2 separate regions of the Arachis hypogaea genome follow, and region 1 is linked to region 2. The links are chromatin contacts, called in public Hi-C maps. All regions are on one chromosome and are shown on one strand. The core of a region is the stretch at or near the end of the contact, and the rest is flanking DNA. Distances in the headings are between cores, read along the strand shown. Region 1 has its middle 6.1 kb from the start of LOC112726747. Region 2 has its middle 15 kb from the start of LOC112726746.

Region 1 (4,882 bases), core at 1,358-3,857, 66 kb before region 2:
TTCAATTCTGAGCTTACCATGAATTGATGATGATGAATGTGTGCTCCTTACTCCATACTCCATATATACTAACTATAGGAAAAATTTAAAGTGTACCGGAGAACATCGGTATTCCAGCTGTATTAATCGTTGATTTCAATTAATATATATTATATATATTTTTTATAATTTAGATCGACGGTTAAAACAACTAGAATACCGGTGTTTTTGATATACTTAAAACTCTTCCTATACTATATACATATGAATTGCATTATATTGCATGTGTGACTAGTTTGCATTGATGAGACGTCTTACTGAGCTTTCTTTTGCTTTATGTGTCATATATATTCGTTCGAAAATATTTCATAACAAAAAATATTAATCAAAAACAGGTAAAATTTATTTTATTTTGACATTTATTAATGCTAGCAACAATTAATGAATATTAATAAGACAAATTCTGACTATTTTTTTTGTCTTCTTAATATTATTGATATTTAACCTTTATTCCGTATATATATAATGTCAGGAAACAAATCAAAGTTTATGAAATTATCTTCACATAAAAATGTACGAGAATAATCCACCACTCGTCTCAGAGCTGAGGAATGCATTTCATGTGGACAGCTAAGATAATGATGAAACTTAGCTTATTTCCTGCAACTTAAGTCTAATTTCGTCTTTTTACTCTTTTAATGTTCTATTTTTTTTTTTGTTTAATCGTATGGTTCTTCAATATACATATTATATGTGCGTGTGTGTGATGTAGTCTAAATAAAATCGTATACATGTGAGTACATGAGTAACATGACTAGTACGTATATTATAGGTAGTCAGATTCCTTTTTGTCTATATAATATAATCCAATGCATGCAAGTATAGTATAATAATAGGGGGAAATAGTCAAACAAAAATAATGGTCCCCCCACAATAAGTGTTGATGAGTCTTGAATGAGGGAGTGAATGCATGTATGTCTCATTAAAAGAAACCAAATCCACCCATGTCTCTCAATTTTCCCACCCCCTATTAATTAGTACCGTGGTAACGTTAACGGTAACGCCAACTATAACTTCTAAATCAAATTTAGTTTAAAGCGTATATATGTACCAATGTGCCTGGCAGGATGGATTCAGTTATATTTGTACGAATTGAATGCATCAGCTAACTAGCAATGCTATATAATACTCACATTAACAACATCTAACTTTGACATTGAATAAGTTTTCAATTTTCTATTTCAGTTTTCAATTATTTTTTGTTAGATGTATATGAATGTACAAAGAAAAATGCTAGAGAATTATCAGTTTATTATTTTTTGATAGCTCTAGATTTCTAACATTTTTCGTGTAAAAATATATTTTTTTTGTAGTGTACTATTTTTTTTTTATTAAAAATAGGAAGATTCGAACCTGCAACTTTTTAGATGAATATGAGAAGATTATGTCATTTGAACTATAACTCATTAAAACAAGGATCGACTACATATACATAAGATAATTACACTTTATCCGTTTCATTAATTTATATTATTAGCTTTAACTGATGATCATTATTCATCACGGTAAGACATTTCTTCATGTGTGGCTCAATGCTGCTATAAAGGAACCAAACACCAAAATTTACTCAACCATGGATGCAGCAGTAATTGCAGCTTGACTAGGTAAACAATTTTACAATATATATATAATTTGGGTTTTATTCTGGTGTTGGTAATATTTTTCTAACGTATAGTCGATGATATGATTTATTGTCCGCAATTTTTTCACAAAGCACACAATTTGAATGAAGTGGCGACTTCAAGTTATAATTTGATTGAAAAGTTTTTCTTCGAGAAATTTTTAATGGTTATAATGATTAGAATCAAATTAGAAATAAGTAGGGACGCATTTACCAAAGATACTTCAATATTCAATTCACTAAATATTTAAAAAGAAATAATAATTTTATAGATATAGAATGTTAAAAATAAAAATATAAAAAATATAAAATATAAGATGTAATTTGAAAATTTTGATGAACATTCTCTTTGTTGAGAAATAAAAAATGTCTTATATAGACATTAAATTGATAGATGACATACGTTAATATTATAATCATTTGATCGTTAAAAGACAATAATAAGTAATTATAAATTAAAAATAAACATAAAATTAAAATCGAATGATAACTAATCATGAGCAATCAAATCGAGTTATAAACTTATAATTAATAATCGATTATATAATTTAGGAAGACTTTTAAATATGTCGATCATTATTTTAACCGTGAATTTAAATTATAAAAAATATATATATATTATATATATTAATTAAAATCAACGATTAAAATAATTTCAACATATTCCTCTGTACGTTTAAAATTTTTCCTATATATGTTGATTTACTATAACAAAATCAATTCAATCAAATGATTAGATAAAGAAAAACATGATTCTAATTTGTCCTTGTGTTGTTGTGAAGGAAGACTACTTACAACTTACAAGAGCCATGTTCTGAGTTGATATTCGAGTTTATCTTTGCTCCATTTGCACTTATGAGGGTGGAACCCACTCTTGATGTGACACGTGACAGGTGTGTGGCTCTTACCCAACAATAGTGTTTCTATTTTCTACTCATCTCTGATCTGCGGCACACCATCTTTTAGGTGCTAGCAGTGCTATCCCTACTGCTAGAGATTACTGTCACTGCAATAATATGTGAAGTAAGTCAGTAACTAATTATAACTATAATAAGACTTAAGTATTCTGGTTTTTCATAGTTTTATTAAAATTTTTAATTAGTTTTCAATGTTTACACAAATTTGTGAGTGGGTTCGTAATTTGTATATTAGAAAACAATTAATTAAGCCCTTGTTAATTTTTTATTAAGAACAAATATATATTGATAGGTATTAACGTATATATTATAATCGTTGTTTATAATTTAAATGTGAATAATAATTAATTACTTAAGATTAATTAAGAAAAAATATATTACCTAAAATCAAGAGATCACATATCTAATTTTTTAAATTAACAAAATATTTTTTTATAAATTATATTTGATGAAAGATATTTTAAAAAATAAAATTTAAACTATCTCTTATAGGTTGATTTTTTTTAATATTGGTCAAAAATATATGTTACATCAGATTATTTGGTTTCCGGTAAATTTTATTCTGCTATAGAATTTTTTTAAAAACTTTTTAGAAGACACAAAACGTTATCTAAAAAATATTTTAAATTTTTTTAAAATTATTAAAATACAAAAGACGGTGTCATTTTGTTTTTATATATTTTTTAAATTATTAAAATAGAAAACGCATCGTCATTTTGTTATTTTAACAAATTTAAAAAATTAAAATTACGACGTCCCACCATTTAGTACAACACACATAATGGGTTATTTTAGGGGATTACACCTCTCTAAACTCAATATTAAAAAAATTTTCTTTTTATATTTTTATTTTAGTCTTGTTATATATTTAAACTTTTTTGATAATCAAGTCTAACAAAATTAGTCTAGATTCTACAAAAATCACTTTTATTACACGTAGCACGTAGCGTGTATTTACATGCACTTCACTAACGCAAACATATTCTTCTTTGACTTCGCATTCTTTCTTCTTCTTCAGGTCTTTCCTCTTCTTTTTTACATTCTTCCTTACTCTTCGCGTGTTTTTTTTTTCTATCATCATTCTTTTATTGCTACTTTTGTTGCTGCATTTTTTTTCCTTTTATTCCTAGTAATTTTTGTAACATTGATTTTTTTTATTCTTTTTAAAAGAGTGAAACAAGAAGAATTATAAAAAATGAAATAATAAGAAGATGATGAAGAAGAAGCATCAGCAGAATATGAAGAAGAGTAAGAGGAAGAGTTTTGAATTATGCAGAATTTATCAGAATAAAAATACACAGAAATTTCTTAACAAATACACATAAATTTCTATATTTTTACACCAAAATTTTACTACAAAAGTACAAAAATATCTTCATTAATGCTGCATTTTTTCTTTTTTTTTTTTTATTTCTTTCTTTCTTTTAGTTGAATGAATGTAGGTTCATTGGTTTTATTCTTATTAAGAGAGTAAAACAAGAAAAAACTTGAGAAGGTAAAATAAGAAGAAAAAGATGAATAAAAAAAAAGATAATGATGATGATAAAAAAGAAAAAAAAGCATTTGTAAGACCTAGAGTAATTTATTATGGCCTAACGCAAGTAGTTATGAAATGATTCACACTTTAGTACTGCGACATCTCATTAGCAAGTTAATGTGTAAGAATAATTGGATAAATTGTGTGCTTTTTAGTCAGATTGTAGATAATATTCTCCCTCACCTTGAAGAATGAAGGGTTGGACCCCTCATCGTTATGCTGAGTTATGAATTATGCAGAATTTATTAGAATAAAAATACACCGAAATTTTTTAACAAATATACATAAATTTCTTAATTTTTACACCGAAATTACTTAATGATTGCGACACGCAAACTCAGTTAAAAAACAAGGACACAAACAAGACTAAACAATGAACAGAAACATCCAAATTAATTTTGAATCAGACAATGTCATTAATATCACAAAAATCCAATGATAATGATAATAATAACGACGATAACAATAAAAAAGATGACGATATACTGATAATGATGATGATGATAATGGAGAAAGAGGAGGAGAAAAATGAATGAAAAGAAGAAATCAAACGAAAAAAGGGAAGAGGAGGAGAAGATAGTGACGGTGGTGGTGATGACGATAACGAAAGAGAAAAAAGAGAAAAAAAAAGGAAAAAAAATAGCAACTGAAATGTTAGTAAGGCGAAGGAGAAGGAGAAGAAGGAGAAGGAGAAGAAAAATGTACGTAATTTAAAAAGCGGTTATAACAACTTGGTTAGATTTGATTAAGTATTTTATTTGAATGTAG
Region 2 (4,786 bases), core at 2,042-4,541:
ACTTATTAAATAGTTGTGACTTATTGAAGAGTTATGATCCATTGAAAAATTGTATCTTCTTAGTTAAAAAAATAAGAGAGACTAGTAGAAAAAAAGATTTGTATGTTGTATGCAATGATAAAATATAAAAAGATATTTATAGGTGCTAAGAGAATCGAAATAATAAAAACATAATATCGTATAATAAATATTCAGATATGCTAAATAATGCTAATTGATCTTAATTATACTCTAACATTCTCAAAGAGATGTTTCTCTTAGGGGTATTCACGGTGCGGTTTGGATCAGTTTTGAGTCAAAAACTCATCTGATCTGAACACTAATTTTACTTACGGTGCAGTTTGGATTGGATGCTTTTTTAAAATATTCCGATCCAATTTCAAGCGGTTTGGATTGAATTGAATTTACGATTTTATAAATTAAAAAAATTAAATACATATAACAAGTCTCAACATCAAATTTTAAATAATCAACAATGACATAGCAAGTCTTAATAATATCTTAAAAAATCAACGATAACATAACAATAGAAATAAAATTATAAGTTAGTTAAAATAAAAAAATTAAATAACATTTTGAACAGAAAATATTTATTAAATAATAATAATACATGAATAATATAAAATGTATAAAAAATTGAACATATTATAAGTATAGTTGTAAATATAATAATAAAATAATAATATTATAACATATTGTGCAATTTGAATTAGATTGAATCGGTTATAAAAAGTAGATTCGAAATCAGATTCGATCCAACGGTTTGCAAAAAATAGAATCCAATTAAATTTGAATTAGTGTGATTTTAATCCATTTTCGATTTAAATTAGATTAAATGAACGATTAAATTTCGATCGATTTAAATTTAAATATCTCTAGTTTCTCTTCATGAATATACTGGTGCATAAATGTAATGGTTATAAATAGAATCTTATATTGGCAAAATAGAAAATAGCAATCCATCCTCAAATTTCATCATCTATGTCTTTTCTATCTTAATACTTTTTTATGCTCAGAAAAAAAAAATAAATAATATTACTCTTTAAAAGAAATTCTTCACCAACTCATTTAGCATACCATATAGTTAAATTTGTAAAGATGAATTAAATCTAAAAGAAAGTGTACTTAACACATCTTAAAAACGCTGCATTATTATATTATTTCTTTTGTACAAATTTTATTTCATTATTTTTATTTTTTAAAAACTTAAACAAAAATATAAGAATCTCAACCCAAAGTTTTCGCATTATGTTTTTTTTATTAGTTTAGTTTTTTTTTTAAATAACTTTTATGACATTGTGTTAAAAATTCTATAATTTATAAGTCTAAAACGAATTTTATAATTAAAAAAAAATATTTCATGACATCAATATCATGCTAATGTACAATTAATGCAAATATGGCAATGGCATACCATTGACTAGATGACATGAACCCAAAAAATATTGGTCTCAATTTAATCTCAAAAAATATTCAATTCGGTCATATCATCTATAAAATGAAACCCTAATCTCATTAGCATCATCTTCTTCTTTGCTCCCCTGCTTCCTTTAATTTGCTCAAAATTTAAAAGGATTTTTATCCAAAAAGAAAATAAAACAAAAAGGTTTATCTCCACGTTGATGCCTCCAACACGTTTAATTAATTTTTTTGTTTGTTTATTAAGTATAAAAAAAAGTAATAAATAATGTTAGGATGTCAAAAAAAAATGGCATTGGAATAAATAATTTAAATACAGAAATACTAGCACATTAAAATTTATTATTTTTTGCTATTATTTAGTTATTAATTTAATTTTTTTAGTCTAATTCCTTTTTTTTTTTGTATTAATCTGTCACGATATTGATGAACTCCATTTAAGAGTTTGTTGTTAGCTAATAGATTGTTGTATGTACAAGGCGAGATTTAAACCTCCGACACTTACTTAAACAGACTAGTGAGTTAACTACTAGACCAACCCAATTTGGTTAGTCTAATTTTTTAGTTTAATAATCTAACAACATATTTTATCCTATATTTTTAAATATTAATCACTAACTAATAAAAAAAATAATAAATTCTTATAACCTTCTAGCATTTATCGTTTAAAAAATATAACATTCTAATAAATAGTTTTACAAGGTGCCGCAGGTATGGGTTGAAAATCGCCCTCTAAAAGACAGAGGTGATGAGATAAATTCAAAGGGAAGGGTTTGTTTGTTTGTTTGTTTGTTGTTGATGTGATCAGTTTGAAGATAACGCCACCAGCTTGATGGTAGCTTTCTGTGCACAGTTATACCTTATTCATTTCTTACTCAATAATGGCCTCTGATTAAGCACAACAAAGTCAGTCTTCATGTGCTTTCTATTCTAGATTCATTAGTCTATTGTCAATTCAATTTTCTTCTTACTTTATTGAAAAAATGAATAATATATTTCTAGACAGATTGCTGGTAAAAAATTGATCTGTAATTTTTTTTTTGAAATAAGTATAAGAAATAAAATTTTAATTCGTCAATATTAATTAATTTTTATTATATTTTTTTAGATAATTTAGGATTATATTTAAAATTTATGATTAGAATTTTTAATTTAAAATTTAGAATTTGATATTTACAGTTAAAAAATAATTTTAAAAAATTAATGAATTTATATTGACCGGAAAAAAAAAGTCACCCTTTAGTTAAATTTTTTTTCTCTCTATATGTATAGAGCTGAGAGAAAATTTATCATAAACATAAAAAAAAAAGGAGATAAGGTAGCGTTTGTTTTGAGGTATTGAGATAGAGATTGAGAGACTAAGACTCAGTATTGTGTTTGTTAATTCAGAGACTGGTACTAAAATTTCTGTCTCTATCTCTAAAATTTCAGTATTTCAGTACCTCCAAAAAGAAGGGACACAGGGGACTAAAATTTTTAGAGATGGAGACTGAAACTTTAAAAACATTTTATACCTAAAATACTTTCATTTTAATTAATTAATTCCAATTTTACCCTTTGTGCAAATTAAATTAGAATTTCATTCTTCTTTCAATTCCTGTGTCCCATTTTGCATCAAACAGAACACTGAGATTTATTTCAATTCCTGTCTCTTAGTCTCTGTCTCTCAGTCTCAGTCTTTTCGTCTCTTTCTACCAAACGCTACCTAAAGAAGGAGGAGAACAGGCGGTTTGTGAAGGAAATGTCAAAGATTTTGTTTGATTATATTTAAAGAAAATAAAGAAATTTTGATAGGGTAAATAGACTCCACAACAACTAGCTTAGTAGGTACCGTCGTAAAAAAAAAAAAAATAATAATAATCCTAATAAGTTGGTTGTTTAAATGAATAAATTAATACGAACCCATGTTGTACGAAGCATCGGAGGCAAAATCCATCTAACTGAAAGGAGCAATAAAGAATTTTAATTTGTTGTCGAGTTTGATTATTGGCGTTTTAAACTTTTGTCACGACACAAAGCCTGAAGCAGAAACTAGCATGTGCATGGTGCATTGGGTTGATGTTGATATCTAAATAGAATGTCACGTTTTTGTTGTTGGTATTAGGAGCCGGTTCGATTAGCTAGTGAATTGAAGTGACTACATATATATAAAATAATGCAAGCAAAAAATAATACATGATATATACAATTTGGGAGGAATTTAGGTAGTTGGGATCGATCTAAAGATGTATTCTTTTTTATATATTCTTTTTGTATATATATATATATATATATATATTGTAAAATATTTATCTTTTATATCATAAAAAAATAAAAAGCAATACAACATTAATTATTTCTCGATCTTAAAAGGATATGTGTAAATTGTCTTTTCATGAGAATTTCATAATCTTATAGATAATATTAGTATAATAGTAAGTTTTTTTAATTTAGGGTAAAGTATATTTTTTATTCCTGAAGTTTGGCAAAAATTTCAAAAATATTCTTAAGTTTTATTTTGTTTCAATTTTGTCCCAAAAGTTTTCGATTTGCATCAAATATACCCCCGACGGCTAAATTTTCAAAAAATTTAAGACCAATCTAACAATAATGCATGAAAATGATGCTTAATTTGCTTGTGTTGAGGGTTGTTCTTATGAAATTATTGTTGAATTGGTCTTAAATTTTTTGAAAAATTAGCCGCTAAGGGTATATTTGATGCAAATCGAAAACTTCTAGAACAAAATTGAAACAAAATAAAACTTAAGGATATTTTTGAAATTTTTGTCAAACTTCAGGGACAAAAAATATATTTTACCCTTTAATTTATCATACTAAGTTTTTTAAATTTATTTTATCATATTATAATATATAGACTCAATATTCGCACTTTCTTCTAATAATAGCTTTGTGTGATTTGTTATCCATAACTGAAGGTAGTAATTAGTAAAGTAAATAATTAATAGTAATTATGTGATTTGTAAATAAAAAATTAATTACTAAATAAATTATTTAATATATATTTAAATATAAAATAAATATTGTTTTAAGATGTTATCTGAAATTAATGTTGATTAAAGTCTAAATTTTTTGAGTGAAGATTTTGACTTGTTTGTCGATACCGTAGTTTATCCAACATCCTTGTTTGGACAATGATAAAAGATACTTATAAAGGATTTTGATATCTAAGTTAATAAGAATTTAAAAAATTTTTTGTGAGATTGGAATTCAAAAAAATACCTAAGTATTTGGATATTTATAAAGTAGTAATATAAAATTTAGTCATTTTTTAAAAAAAGACTTTTGAAAATTATGAGTAATTATTTTCTTACAAAATAAAAAATTATTCCATATTCAAATTAGTTATTACTTGAAGAGTGATAACTGT

Evidence for each region. Hi-C and Micro-C count contacts between places; a contact is called where the count stands out from the background.
Region 1: a contact with region 2 is called in a Hi-C map of an unstated tissue, with 2.2 times the contacts expected there. The contact joins two enhancer-like sites. A contact is called at or near these places in 2 of 8 Hi-C or Micro-C datasets (leaf and an unstated tissue).

The regions. Positions count from the first base shown.
Region 1 is chr12:9,687,051-9,691,932 of arahy.Tifrunner.gnm2.J5K5, reverse strand. No RefSeq gene overlaps it. Among protein-coding and RNA genes, the nearest start is that of LOC112726747, 6.1 kb to the left of the region's middle. Within about 2 kb of position 2,607, at least 2 of the 3 cell types and tissues checked have open chromatin away from gene starts, as enhancers often do.
Region 2 is chr12:9,622,201-9,626,986 of arahy.Tifrunner.gnm2.J5K5, reverse strand. No RefSeq gene overlaps it. Among protein-coding and RNA genes, the nearest start is that of LOC112726746, 15 kb to the right of the region's middle. Within about 2 kb of position 3,291, at least 2 of the 3 cell types and tissues checked have open chromatin away from gene starts, as enhancers often do.